2 separate regions of the Sus scrofa genome follow, and region 2 is linked to region 1. The links are chromatin contacts, called in public Hi-C maps. All regions are on one chromosome and are shown on one strand. Each heading gives the region's core, a stretch centred on a gene start, on an enhancer-like site or on the middle of the called end of the contact. The rest is flanking DNA. Distances are from core to core; before and after follow the strand shown. Region 1 has its middle 51 kb from the start of FOXK1. Region 2 overlaps FOXK1 (forkhead box protein K1).

The links. Hi-C and Micro-C count contacts between places; a contact is called where the count stands out from the background.
Region 2: a contact with region 1 is called in a Hi-C map of skeletal muscle, with 5 times the contacts expected there. The contact joins two enhancer-like sites. A contact is called at or near these places in 24 of 47 Hi-C or Micro-C datasets (alveolar macrophages, blood, brain and 13 more) and 2 of 2 datasets of contacts at active chromatin or transcription factors (alveolar macrophages and skeletal muscle).

Annotation. Positions count from the first base shown.
Region 1 is chr3:3,502,264-3,508,967 of Sscrofa11.1, reverse strand. No RefSeq gene overlaps it. Among named protein-coding and RNA genes, the nearest start is that of FOXK1, 51 kb to the left of the region's middle. Within about 2 kb of position 1,922, at least 21 of the 83 cell types and tissues checked have an H3K27ac peak or open chromatin away from gene starts, as enhancers often do. A contact at or near this core is called in retroperitoneal adipose tissue and skeletal muscle, where this site is marked.
Region 2 is chr3:3,605,361-3,612,054 of Sscrofa11.1, reverse strand. It overlaps FOXK1 (forkhead box protein K1), which reads right to left. Exons shown (of 9, transcript XM_021086021.1): 3 at 1,553-1,709; 4 at 977-1,123; 5 at 161-351. Among named protein-coding and RNA genes, the nearest start is that of AP5Z1, 14 kb to the left of the region's middle. Within about 2 kb of position 4,459, at least 10 of the 83 cell types and tissues checked have an H3K27ac peak or open chromatin away from gene starts, as enhancers often do. A contact at or near this core is called in retroperitoneal adipose tissue and skeletal muscle, where this site is marked.

The DNA of each region.
Region 1 (6,704 bases), core at 673-3,172:
CTTTGTTTATCCATTTTTCTTTCTTTCTTTTTTTTTTTTTTTTTGTCTTTTTAGCGCCGCACCCATGGCACATGGAGGTTCCCAGGCTCGGGGTTGAATCAGAGCTGTAGCTGGGGCACTACGCCACAGCCACAGCAACCAGGGATCTGAGCTGCGTCTGCGACCTACACCACAGCTCACAGCAGCAATGGATCCTTAACCCGCTGGACGAGGCCACGGATGGAACCCGGAACTTCATGCTTCCTAGTCGGATTCGTTTCCACTGCATCACGATGGGAACTCCTGTTTATCCATTTTTCAGTGGACAGACCTTTGGGTTGTTTCTGCCCTTTGGCTGTTGTGAATAGCGCTGCTCTGAACGAGTGTTTTGCTGCATGCAAGTTTTTGCTGGAACTCCTGTTTTCAGTTCGTTTGGGTGCATGTGTACGAGCAGAAGTGCCGGTCCTGTGGTCATTCTATGTAAAGACATCCGCCACCCACAAGAGGGTCCCCACCAGGACTCAGCCCCGCTGGCCCCTGACCTGGGACTTCCTGCCTCCAGAGCTGGGAGAAAAACCCTGCGGTCTATAAGCCACTGGGGCCACAGGGCTTTTTGTTAGAGCTGCTGAATGGACCAAGACCGTTAGTGCCTCCTGTTTGTGAACTTGGCCTTGACCTGGCTGGACGGCTACAGTGTGCACACGCCCCCTTCCATCATCGGGGCGTGTGTAACGGTCGCACGTGCTTGTTTATTCTCATTGCTGTTTCGGGTTCCGTCATCAGAACCCACGTGCCACACGCTACGCACCCACCCACTGATGATGGGCGCCTGGGTTGTTTCGAGCCTTGACCTGTTGTCACTGAGGCGGTGGTGACCTCCTGGAATGTGTCTTTAGGTGGAGCCCTGCCCTGCCTCCTCTCGGGACGGAGTGAGCTGGCTGGGCCAGGGGAATACAGATAAAGCCCCGGTAGGGGCTGCCGAACGGATTTCCCAACAACTGTGTCACGTCGTGCAGCCACGTAACGGGAGAGAGTTTCCTTCTGCCCAACCTGGTGTCACACAGTCATTTTTCTTGGCACTTGGTGAAGCATCTTTCCATATGCTTATTTCCCATTTTAACATCTCTGAGTAACACTACAGTCTGGAGGGGCTGGTGTTCCTGCGTCCACTGGACAGAGGGGGACATTTGCTTTTTTTTTTTTTTTTTAAGGGCTGCACCCGTGGCATATGGAGATTCCCAGGTAGGGGTTGAAATGGAGCCTAGCTGCCGGCCTACACCACAGCTACAACAACACAGGATCTGAGCCGGGTCTGCGACCTACACCACAGCTCACAGTAATGCCAGATCCTTAACCCACTGAGCAAGGCCGGGGATCGAACCCATAACCTCATGGTTCCTCGTTGGATTCATCTCCACTGCGCCACGACGAGAACTCCTAGAGGGGGACATGTGAAGGGCAGAGGCCAGTGGCCTGGCCGACGGCGAGGGGCCCGGGAGCACTGGATCCCGGGTCTGCGCAGAAAGCAGTGACTGCTTACCCCGGGTTCTGCAGAGCAGCCGCGACTCCTGGAGAGGAGGCGTTCTCTTCCCCCCCAAACAGGAAGAAGACCTCAGAGGAGCACCTGACAAACTCAAGTTGGGCAACGTAGGGGTTAAGACGGCTGTTTTGGGCACAGGCTTGGCCGGCGGCGCCCGCCCTACCGCTGTTAGCCGTTGCTGTTATTTTTATGGGAAAGTGCGTCTGAGAGCCACCAGGGACTGGGAATGCGGCCTGGGGCCGGGCCTGGGGGGGCGGGGGCATGTCTGTACCCAAAGGAAACAGGACAACTTGAGTAATAGCAAATCCTGGAAATGATGACAGCCGCTTGCAAGCTTGCTGCAAGCGCCCTGTTCCGTTCGCAGAAACCGGATCCACAGGCATGTGTGTGGGAGGCGGGAGGCCCAGCCGCGCTGGGTCTCAGGTTTCTGGATCTCCGAGCTGCTGGAACCCATCTTCTTCTCCGTCTTAGGTCTGGGTCTCCAGAAGCAAAGCCTGAGAGGAGGGTGTGGGTGCGGGTTGTCGATGAGGGGGGTGGCCCCAGGGCCATCTGTGCGGGGCAGACCCAGAAGCCAAGGGGGGCAGGACCCAGGCGGCACTGGCAATCCCAAAGCATGCTTGGCCTCTTGTTTTCCAGCAGACAGACGCCCAAACATACAAACGGTCAGCACATGGTTGAGCAATTCCTCACCACCCTGGAGCCTGAGGACACGGGTTTCTGATCCCAGCGAGCCGGGCAGCCTCCCACCCCCCCAGCTCTGACACAGAGGCACCCAGGAAAAGCGAGAAGGTCAATGCCGAGACCTCATGTCCTCACGTCTCAGTAAGAGGAGGCTCGCCCAGCTCCCCCAGGTTCCCACAATGCTCTGCACCAGGAGGTAGAAGCCCCATGGCCTGCTCTGCTTTGAATGAACCCACGGGTGTGAGAGTAGGGAGCCCGGCCTCCTTTGCCTGCGTCTGGACACACCCAGGGGTGCGACCTGCATCCCAGAGGCCCGTCCTCCCTTGGCTTCTTGGGTCTCCCTGGCAAATGTCTCTGGGACCCCAACCCACAGCGGTGACTGGCACAGAAACCCTCACCTCAGGGAAGCAAGGATTCCTGCCTCCAGCAGGTGCACAGACACGGCCCATCCCCGGGAGCTGGTTTCCTGGGTAAAGCCATGACACGTGTGATTCTGGACGATTCTGGAATGACTGCTGCAGCTGAGGTTTTCTCTCCCTCTCCCCCTCTGAAGCCTCTCCTCACCCAACACGCACACGGGGTCCTCGGCTGTGACATGTGCGTGTTGGGCTCACGTGTGCACGGAATGGGGCACGAAGCACACGTGTGTGAGTCTGCTGGTTTCCCAAAGGGACCCCATCCATGTCACCACCACCAGGTCAAGCAGCGAACCTCACCAGCGTCTGGGAGAGAAGCCGTGTGCCCTTCCCGTCACCACCCAGGCACCCCTAAGTGCCACCCCGACTTCTGACACCAGAGCTCAGCTCTGCCTGCCGTTTGCCTTTTAAACAAACGGAATCACACGGAACGCTCTCTTGTGCGGCCGCTTGCCTGTACGGGTGACCTGACTCTGTCTGATGAGCTCTCGCCGTGGTCCGGCTCGCCTGCATCCCTGTCTCGTATTCACCACGAGAATATGCAGTTTATTCGCCCCTCCATCACTCACGGGCATGGCACCTCTTCCTAGTTTGGGCTCTGACAAAGGATGCTCTTACAAAGGGCGTGCCCGCAGACCTTCTAGAACAGGTTCCCGGGTGCACGTGTGCGTGTGTGCGGCCGGGCGTTTGCGCCTCGTGGAATTGCTGTCATGGGAAACTGCACGTCCAGCTCGACTAGGTGCGGCCACACAGCACCCACAGTGGGGTGTATCGGTGCCCCAGCCCCTCCGCTAGTGCGGAGTTCCTCCTGCCTAACCTCACGATGCCTGGGATGGGGAACTTCCACTTTGCAACCCGATCCGAAGGGATGGGACCGTTCCTCTCCATACCCTTGACTCTCAGGGCTGCCGCGGGTCCTTACGCTCCCTTCGTGTGAATGAGACGGACGTCCCTGCCTTTAGACACTTTCCAGCCATCTGTTAAACAGTGCTGCGCTGTGCCGATTTTGTCAGAATGTGGCACGCTACTGCCCTCTGCTGGACAACTTCCAAAACTCATGCACGTCTTGGAAGCGTGAGAGAAATGGCAGCCTCTCAGGTGGGGCCCCTGGGCAGTGCACTCCCTGGACGACCGTACAGGGCGACCCTGGCCACACCCATTCCTGTTCACACACACACTGGAGGTGAGGCGAGGCGAGGACTGAGTGGAGGAGGCCCATGAACTCTCCCACAAGATGATGGCTCAAGGGCGGGATCTGGTCTGCAGTTAGGTTTTATTTGACCCACCCTATAAAAACAGAGTTGAGGAGTTCCCGTTGTGGTTCAGCGGGTTAAGAATCCAACTAGGATCCATGAGGATGCAGGCTGGATCCCTGGCCTCGCTCAGGGGGTTAAGGATCTGGCATTGCTGCCAACTCCAGTGTAGGTCGAAGATGTGGCTCGGATCCTGCATTGCTGTGGCTGTGGTGTAAGCCGGCAGTGGCAGCTCCTATTTGACCTCTGGCCTGGGAACTTCCATATGCTGCAGAAAGTATGCAGATGAAAAGGAAAAAAAAAAAAAAACAAACACTTAACTGGGCCAATATTTTTAGACATAAGAGCTTTTATGTAAAAATCTGGAAAAATCAGAGACTCCAGAAAAATTGGGCCTTCATCTCCAAATTATGACACAGAGGCTGATCTGCTTGTCTCCAGTGAACCTCGGTCTCCACCATGTCCCACTGTCCCCAACCCCAAGGCCTCTGTCAATGGCAGCAGCAAAACTACAACAAGCTAATGCAGGGCCAGATCCCTCCCCCAGCGTCTTCACGGTTTTTTTTGGCCATGCCCGCAGCATGTGGAAGTTCCCCGGGCCGGGGCTCAAACTGGTGCCACATCAGCTAACGGAGCCACAGCACTGACAATGCCAGATCCTTAACCCACGGTGCCACCTGGTAACTCCACATCTTTCCTTATTTATGGAGCCTGCCTTGCTGCTGTGGGATATACGTTTCTCATCACTAGTTTTGACATTGATAAGGGAATAAAAAAAACATTTCAGGCTGATCATTAGATTGGGAGCTAATCTAATGATCTGGAGTAGAAATCCCACCTGATAAGGTTTTTATGGAAATCTAGGGTCCCAAGGCCTTGCCCAAAGAGGCTGGTCTTTATGAGCTGGAGGCCAGAAAATGAAGAAGGAGAGCCTGGGATGAGCAGGTGAGGGTGAGCAGGTGGCATCTAGAACTTGCTCAGAAAAGCTCTGGTGTCTCAGGAAATCAGGGCTGGGGCGGCAGCCTAGCAAGTTACGTGGCTGAGACTGAAATGAAAATTCCACACCTTTGTGTTATATTGTTAAACTAGCCTCCTGACTACCTCAAGAATTTTTCTTTCTTTTTTTATTAAATTATTTCTACCGGCATTTTATCTTATTTTGGTTTTTAGGGCCTCACCTGCAGCATATGGAGGTTTCCAGGCTGGGGTCGAATCAGAGCTACAGCTGCCAACCTACGCCACGGCCACAGCAACAAGGGATCCGAGCCGCATCTGTGACCTACACCACAGCTCACGGCAATGCCAAATCCTTAACCCACTGAGAGTGGCCAGGGATCAAACCTGCACCCTCACGGTTTCTAGTTGGATTCACGTCCACTGCGCCATGACGGGAACTCCTTTCTTTTTTTTAATAACCACACCCACGGCACATTGGAAGTTCCTGGTCCAGGGAGCGAATCAGCTGTAGGTAGCTGTGACCTACAGCACAGCTGTGGCAATGCCGAATCCTTTAACCCACTGTGCCACAGCAGGAACTCTAAGAATTTTTTCGCTTTTCTATGTATCTAGCATTAAAAAAAAAAAATCTAGTGGCAAAATTAACTAACTTTGAGGTCATTGTCTTTATTATTTTTGTTAAATGTGAACGATCGTAATATTACCTGTGTTTACCGGGCAGTTAGCTTTGTGCAAGGGATTGTATCATCTCATTTAATCTTTCTTTTTTCTTTTTATGGCCACGCCTGCAGGATACAGAAGTTCCCAGGCCAGGCACTGAATCGGAGTTGCATTTGCAACCTGCGTCGCGGCTTTCGGCAACACCAGATCCTTAACGCACTGGGTGAGGCCAGGGATGGAACCCGCATTCTCACAGAGACAATGCTGGGTCCTTAACCCGCTGAGCCACCGTGGGGACTCATCTCATTTAACCTTCTCTGTGATGCTCTGTGCCCTAAGGCAGCTCCATTATCAGCTCCACTTTGCAGACTTATTTTATTGACAAGCAAACTGAGGTCTAAAGAGGTTCAACAACTTGCCTAGAATCCCGCTAGGTGGGAGTGGCTGGGCTGGAACCCGGATCTTCCTGATTGCGGGGCTCCAGCCTTGGAGGCTCCCGTTCTGCTCAGATACCATCTGACTTAGAAGCACAACTTCTTCCCCAGTGGCGCCGGAGAAAAATCTAGGTCGGAAACCAGGGCTTTGTGATCATAACAAATGTGTCAGCGCGATAGGGCTGCCCACACGACGGCTTTCTCGGAAATGCGGCTCTTTGATCTTTGAGGTCATGCGCTTTGAGGCCTCGTGGGCTGAAAACCACTCACCTGCCACCCTATCTTCTTGCAGCAGCCCCGGGGGGACCTGACGCTCTCGACAAGGTCCCAAGGCGCGTCTGTGGAGGAACTGGAACTGGAGGCTTGGGTCCCGACTCATCGATCTTTCTCCACCTGATGGTGCGTCTCCCTTTCCCCGCCCGGCGGAGCTAGCAGCTCAGCAGAAAGGGTGAGCCACGCTCCCTCGCCCCGGCGGACGTGGCTGCCCCTCTCTCCGGGAGGCCGGTCAGACGGGCAGAGGCCGCGAGCCGTGATCCACACGTGGCTTTTCCACGGGGTCCACCTGCAGGGGTGGTGGGCGGTCTCGCTCTGGTCTGACCCCAGCCGCCGCCAGCGCGGCCCCGCCTGCACGTCCGCGGGCTCCGGTCCCTCCTGTCCGCGCTGCCGCTGGGCTCAGCCTGGACGTCCTGGGACGCTCAGAGCTGCCTTGGCCCCGGCAGGACGGCGGGTGATCAGGATCACGGCAGGGACGGGGGAACAGGGCAAAACGCTGGGCGCACGCAGA
Region 2 (6,694 bases), core at 3,210-5,709, 100 kb before region 1:
AGCGCACAGCTCAGTAGTCCCCAGCTATTCCCTCAAAAAGAGGGGGAAAACTTAAGTGCCAAAACCCCTGCGGCCGTGGCCACCTGGGCGGCTGGCCGACTGAGCAGCAGAGCGGCTCACCTGGACGACAGTGGCCTGACCGAGTGGCAGAGCGGCTCACCTGGATGACAGCGGCCCAAAGGGGGTGCGGAAGCAGGTGCCCCGCTGCCTCCGTTTCCGGAACGCCTGCTCCACGAGCTTGGCCTCGGAGGCAGGGTCTATCCGCCAAAAGGACCCCTTCCCGGGCTCCTCCTGGGAACGAGGGACCTTAATGAAGTAGCGGTTCAAGGAGAGGTTGTGGCGGATGGAATTCTGCGGGCAAAGCAGAGACAGTCGTCAGTCACCGCGGGTCACGACCCAAAGCCCAGCCCGACCCGACCTGAGCGCAGCAGCCAGGAGACCCCCTGGCGGAGCCCCAGGGTCCACGCCGTGGCGGGGGCTTTGCAGGCAGGAGGGGCCTCCGTGGGCGCAAAGGGCCGTGTAACTGGGGGGCAAGGGGCGCGGAGGGTTTTCCTGTGGAAACCGGGCCCGGGACCAGGACCATCCCACACTGCGAGAGCGCAACAGGCGCAAACCCTGGTCCAGGAGACGCCCTGTGAGGAGCCTGCACTGAACCAACTAGCAGACGGGAAACAGCGGCCACAGAGGACACGTCAACAGCTGTGAGGTGCTGTCGTGTCCCCTGTCGGCAGAGGTCTTAAAGACCTCAACAGAGAAATCATCCGGAAGCAGCAGGGCAGCGTTTCCAACGGGGCACGCCAGCACCCTGGGCGCAGGAAGCGCCGGCATGGTTCCACGTTTCTGGACCCTGACCGGGGAGAGGACCTGGGCTCCCTGCGGGCACCCCGCAGGCCGTCAGAAGGACAAGCCCGACTCTTCTGACCCTCTGCTGCCCGGGGACGCGGCCTGGAGTCGGGGCCCCCCGGCGCGGGCGCACCTGCCAGCCCTTGTCGGCCGTCCTGTAGTAGGGGTAATGCTTGGTGATGTGGGCGTAGATGCCGCTTAGTGTTAGCTGCCGGTCCTGCGCCGAGGAGATGGCCTGCACGATCAGCTGGGCATAGGAGTACGGCGGCTTCGACTCATCCTGAGGACACAGACAGCGCGGGGTCGGCCCGAAAGAAAGGCTCCCCCGCCCCCCAACCCCACACACGCCACCTCCTCGGGGAGAACACCCTTCCGGTGGGGCCAGGGACTCGCAGCGGAACTGCTAAAATCAACCCGAGACCTCCGCCGGCTTAATCCACGTGCTTTAAACCAGGGAAGGGCCATCTCTGCCTCATGAGAGGGAAAATTTAAGTCTGAGGTTTCTCACCTCCTCTGCACACTGATTTACAAACGGGTGTCAGACGGAAATGAGCTAGGACACAAAGCTGTAGGGGAGAGCCTGGCCGCCTTCCCCGGGGCCGGGACGGTGTCTGGAGCCGTCCAGCCCCGCGGACGGGGCGGCGCATGCGCAGGAAGGCAGAGCGGCCGCCCCCGCGCCCGTCCCCTGTCAACGCGCCCAGGCTGAGACCTTGGGACTGTCCCCTCCCGACGCCTCCGCCTGCTGCTCCGAGGCGGCCTTCGCGGCGAACTCCGCTGCGAGCTGCAGGTCCGAGGTCACATTCTGGACGAAGCGGTAGCCGGAGGATCCGGCCCCGCGGGGGCTGGCCGGGCAGGAGTTGGGGACACTGCAGAGAGAAAGGACACGTCCTGAGTTCTGGCCCTGTACTGGGGAGGCGGATCTGGTGTTACAGGATGTCAGGATCCCTGAACGGAGCAGGGACCGAGGTCACGCGGCAGGGCACTGTCCCGACCCCACTGGCTGTGCAACCTGGGCCGCAGCAGGGTCCCACGGCTGCAGGCTGCTCACTCGGCCACACGGTGGCGCCTGAAGCGAGGCTGGGCTGCAGGAAGAACCGCGCTGGCCTCCCAACCCAGTTCCCAGGCCCGCGGCTGCCCAGGGTCACGGCCTCAACTCGCTGGCTCATCTCTGGCTGGAAACTGCAACACAATCCGTGGGCAGGAAACATCAGAGCTCCCCGTTAGGGTCTCAGCCCAAGTAGCCCAAGAGCCTGCAGTCTGTCCCTGCAGTCTGGCCCAGCCACCAGGCCCAGCTCACATCCCTACCAAGGAGGTCTGTGGCCAGCAAACCATGTCCAAATTCTGATTTTGAAAATTAAAAACATTCAGGGAAAACCAACAAAAGCTCTACGAGTGGGTCACAGACGCAGGTTAAAACTAACCTGGGGGAGCTCCCTGGTGGCTCTGTGGGTTAAGGATCTAGCACTGTCACTACTGGGGCTCAGGTCACTACTGTGATGAGGAGTTGAGCCCTGGCCTGGGGAATTTCCACATGGTGTGGGTGTGGCCAAAAAAACTAAAAAGCGCCCTTGCTGAGAGGTGCCCACAGCCCAGTGGTAGCCTGCCTCCTTCTGCTTGTCCCCAGGAGTGCCAGACTGCCCGCCTGTGTGTGCCTCCTCCAAGACGGGCCCCCCAGTGCCCTGGGAGGTGCCATTCATTTTCCCATCATGCCCCAGGCAATTACCCGCCCCACCTGTTCCAACGACAGGGTGCCCCCAAGGTGCCCACAGGTCAAGCACAAATGAGAGCCTCCTGCGCCACGCACTGGACACCAACCCAGAGCCTCCTCTGGGGCCCAGCTGCCATCATGGGCTCCCTGCCTGTCTCCTGTGGGGGGAGGAGCACCTGCAGCACGTGGGGCGGGGGGCTCAAGAGACAGTTACCGAACGGAGGAAGGCATAAATGAAACCATAAAACACTACGGCTGAGAAACACTTGGCTGTTGACATTAACGCCGGATTCTACCACGTCACCATCCCTTAGTGGCCAGCAATCCACACAACTCCAAGCCACTGCATGTCCATGGAGAAATTCAAAGGAATCTCTTATTTGAGAATTTTTGTTCTCTCTTCCACTAGATTCTCCAAACACAGAGATAAGCGAGTCCCGTGAGTATAGAAATTTTAACCAACAACCAAAAGTGAGCTGCAGAGAGACGAGGAGCAGCAATAAACGCAGCGCTTTCTGAACTTCACTTTGACCCAAACGCAGAGCCAGGCGAAGAGCGGAAGCTGGGGGAGCGCATCTCCCCAGGACCGGGCTCACACACTCCACCATCCAAGTGCCCCCGTCCAGGAATGAAAGGCCACGGCACACGGTGGCTCAGGGGACGGGCAGCCCTGACGGGGGCCGGCATTGCTCCAAGCCCAGGCGCGTTCGGGGCCCCTCGAACACAAGTGGACCGACGCACCACGCCTGGTCCACACTCTGGCCACGAGAACTGTCCTCCAGAAACACGCCAGCCTCCCAGAGACAGATCAGGGAAAGGCGCGTGGTGGAGGCGGGGAGTGGGAAGCCTTGTTTGGGGAACCCTCACTGGCAACTAAACCTGTGCGACTGACGGGGGCACCCAGACCAGGGGAGGCCACGTGACTTCAGGGCCCAAGGCGCTTATAAAAGTTCATACTTTGTAAAAGACCACAGAAGACTCACACCTAACCCTCGACAGGCTAGACCCAGGGAAAACGCTGCCACTCCCCACGGAATGACTTCTGTGGACACAGTGAACAGGCTGGCAGGCTGGCTCTCAAACAAGAAGAGGCCAGGCGGTCCCTGTGCCACCGCATGCGGCATGGAGGCCGGTGCGGACAAGCCCTTCCTGGGAGGCTGACACCCAGAGGGCCCAGCAGGCCCGTCCCGGGGAACACACGTGTGCACACACAGCCGCCCCGGCCTCAACAAACGCCATTCAGCTGTCCCCGCGGGCTGGCCTTGGCCGAGGGCCGCGCCTGGTACCCAGCAACCCTGGCGTCACGCGCCCAAGGCGGAGGAGCAGAGCTGGAAGCACAGAAGCAGGACGTCTCGGGGCTGAAATGCTCGATTTAAAGATGGGCCTGCGGGGTGGGGCGGGAACAGCGATTCTGAGAAACTGTCCAGGACACCCAGTGTCACCGAGGGAGCTTCCGCTCCACCACGCAGCTCCCCAACAAGCAGCGAAAGAGGAAAGATCCCAGTATAAAGTCACACGGGCTCTCCAGGGGATGGGGGGGAACGCAGGGCCCTCCTGGGGTCCAGGCTTAGGCAGACTCGCCCACTTCAGGGGCCCCCAAGTGCCTGGGGTGTGGAAGATGATCTGGGGACGGGGTAAAGGGCAGAGGCCAAGCGGCCTGACCCACCAGGTGCTACGTAATCGACACTGTTCTTCCCGCCTTAAGGGTGAATGTGGAAAAGACGGGGAAGGCGCCCTTCGAGACCCCTGGTCACTGACTCCCCCTTTTACGAAAAACCATCCCCAAGTCACCCTCCAGAAGTCACACGTCCGCTCAGGTGAGAAGGATTCAGGGTCAGGAGTGGGCATGGCTCATGGCTGACCTGTCCCGCCGGCAGCTGCCCTGGATCTGGGCCACTGTCTCAACAGGACCAGCTGGCCCAGCCTGGCGACAGCTCAGGCCCAGGACCCGACTCCTGGGACCGGCCAAGACACACCTGGCAACAACATGCACCTCGTGTTTGCGACACTGGAGAAGCCAGCTCAGAGAGGCAGACACGACCAAGGGCCCAAGGAGCTGCGGGGAGCCTTCCCCAGGCACCTGCCGCCCGCCCCACCCCTGGTGGCCCTGGATGTCCCGCTCATCGCCTGGCTGGCTGGCCTGGTTCTGCCTGGGGACACAGGAAAACCCAGCAGGCAGGAGGCTCTGGGCCCTGCTCCTCCCACGCTGGCCTCCTGGAAAGCAAGTCTTGATGCTCCTGCCTTCGGGACTTTTCTTTAAAAAAACAAAAAAATCTGCTTAAGGCACAATTCGCCTCAAATCCATTCCAAGTTGTATATTTGTTTTCCGATTAAAAACTTACAATAAAAAGAGGAACTGGGAGTGGCTCTGAAATCACGGTGGGAGGACGGGAGGTGCACTGCTGAGCCTGTAACCCCCTCCCCAGCCCTGGCTCCGCTCTGGTCTGGTCTAGAGAACAGGGACCTGACTGCCAGGGGCGGAGGGTGGCCTGTGGACGGGGGACAGGACACGCTGTGGACAGAGGTCGGGGCATGCCTGTACCCTCAACAGCCCGGCCCCAGGATGGCAGACGGGGGTTGCCCTGCTCCCAGGCGGGGCGGCTGAGTCGTCCCCCCGCAGCCCCCAGCCACACCACCGCCTGAGACGATCGAGGCAGCTTCCTAGGACCTGGGTTTTTTTTTAAGGTTACTATTTTAATGAGATTATTAATCTTCCATTGAAAAATATCAGCTCCTTGATGGCAGTCGAGCTGATGGAGATTTTTCAGGAGAAAGATCTCGACGACCACGCAGATTTTCATTCATGTCTTTGGAACTTCTTTTGAAAATTAGAATCTTTTTCTTTTTTTTTTTTTAAACTCTAGAAAACAAATGCTTCAACTGAAGTATATAGAATTTCTGGAGTTCCTGTTGTGGCTCAGCCATTAATGAACCTGACTGGTATCCACGAGGACGCAGGCTCTATCCCTGGCCTCGCTAAGTGGGTTAAGGATCCGTCGTTGCCACAAGCTGCAGTGTTAAGTGGCAGATGCAGGTTGGATCCCGCGTTGCTGTGGCTGTGGTGTAGGCTGGCAGCTGTAGCTCTGATTCGACCCCTAGCCTGGGAACCCCCTAAAAACACACACAAAAAAGTATATAGAATTTCTTATTCAAAATACATTAGTAAACTTACAGGCTCACGTCATAATTTTATTTACTGAGGGATGCAGTGGCTGACCCCAGGGGCTACAGCCACCGAGGGGCACGTGTGCAGGACATGGGGCAGCACTCGGACAGGGCTCTGCAGACGCAGAGGAGGCGGGGAGAAGGCGAAAGGGCAAAACCAAGGGCACAGCGCGACCCTAGAGAAGGGAGACAGCGGTCCTGAGAAGCGAGGATACAGCCAAGAGCACATCTGGAGAACAAGGAAAGGCTCTGACGGTGTTTAAAAAGAGAAACCAAAGTTCCATAAAGAGTGTCAGGAGAGACTTGAGGTTTCTGAGGAAGCAGGTAAGAGAAAGAGACAGAGGGGGGAAAGGTGGGAAAAGCAGAAACAAGACGGTAACTCCCTGAGATCGCAGGAACTGAGTCTTCAGACGGAAGACCCCCCCACCCCACCCCGGGCCTGGCCGGGACAGCAGGAGGGACTCAGTCCTCCCAGGGGGAAGGGCTGTGCAGAAGGGCCAGGCTGGCGGCGGCAGCAGCAGCGTCCCCCCACGGCCACCCTCGAGGCTAGAGGGCGCCCTCGCCCGGAAGCACAGGGCCTCCAACCTGGCGCGCTCCCCCCAGGGAAGCCACCCACCTGCTTATCAACGGAGGACAGTTTTCAGCTGCGTACGTTCTCAAAAAACACTGACCCTTCCCGTCCCACTGCCAGTAAGTAGAGGGAACGATGAGGGGAAGGAAGCCAGGAGAGCGGGGTTCCCAGATTCAGGTCCGGGGCGCCCTCAGGTCCGGGAGGGAGGGCTCGGGGGACGAGATCAAGGAGATGTAAGCCAACCCGGGAAGGGGCGCCGAGCGGAGGCTGAGCTCGGGCCCTGGAGGGTCCCACAATCCCGCCGCAACCGGGGACCCTGACCGACAGTCCCGACGACCTTGGGGGCGCGGAAGAAAAGCCAAGCCTCAGGTTGCGCACAGACTAGAAACCAGCGCGGGGTTTGTGCG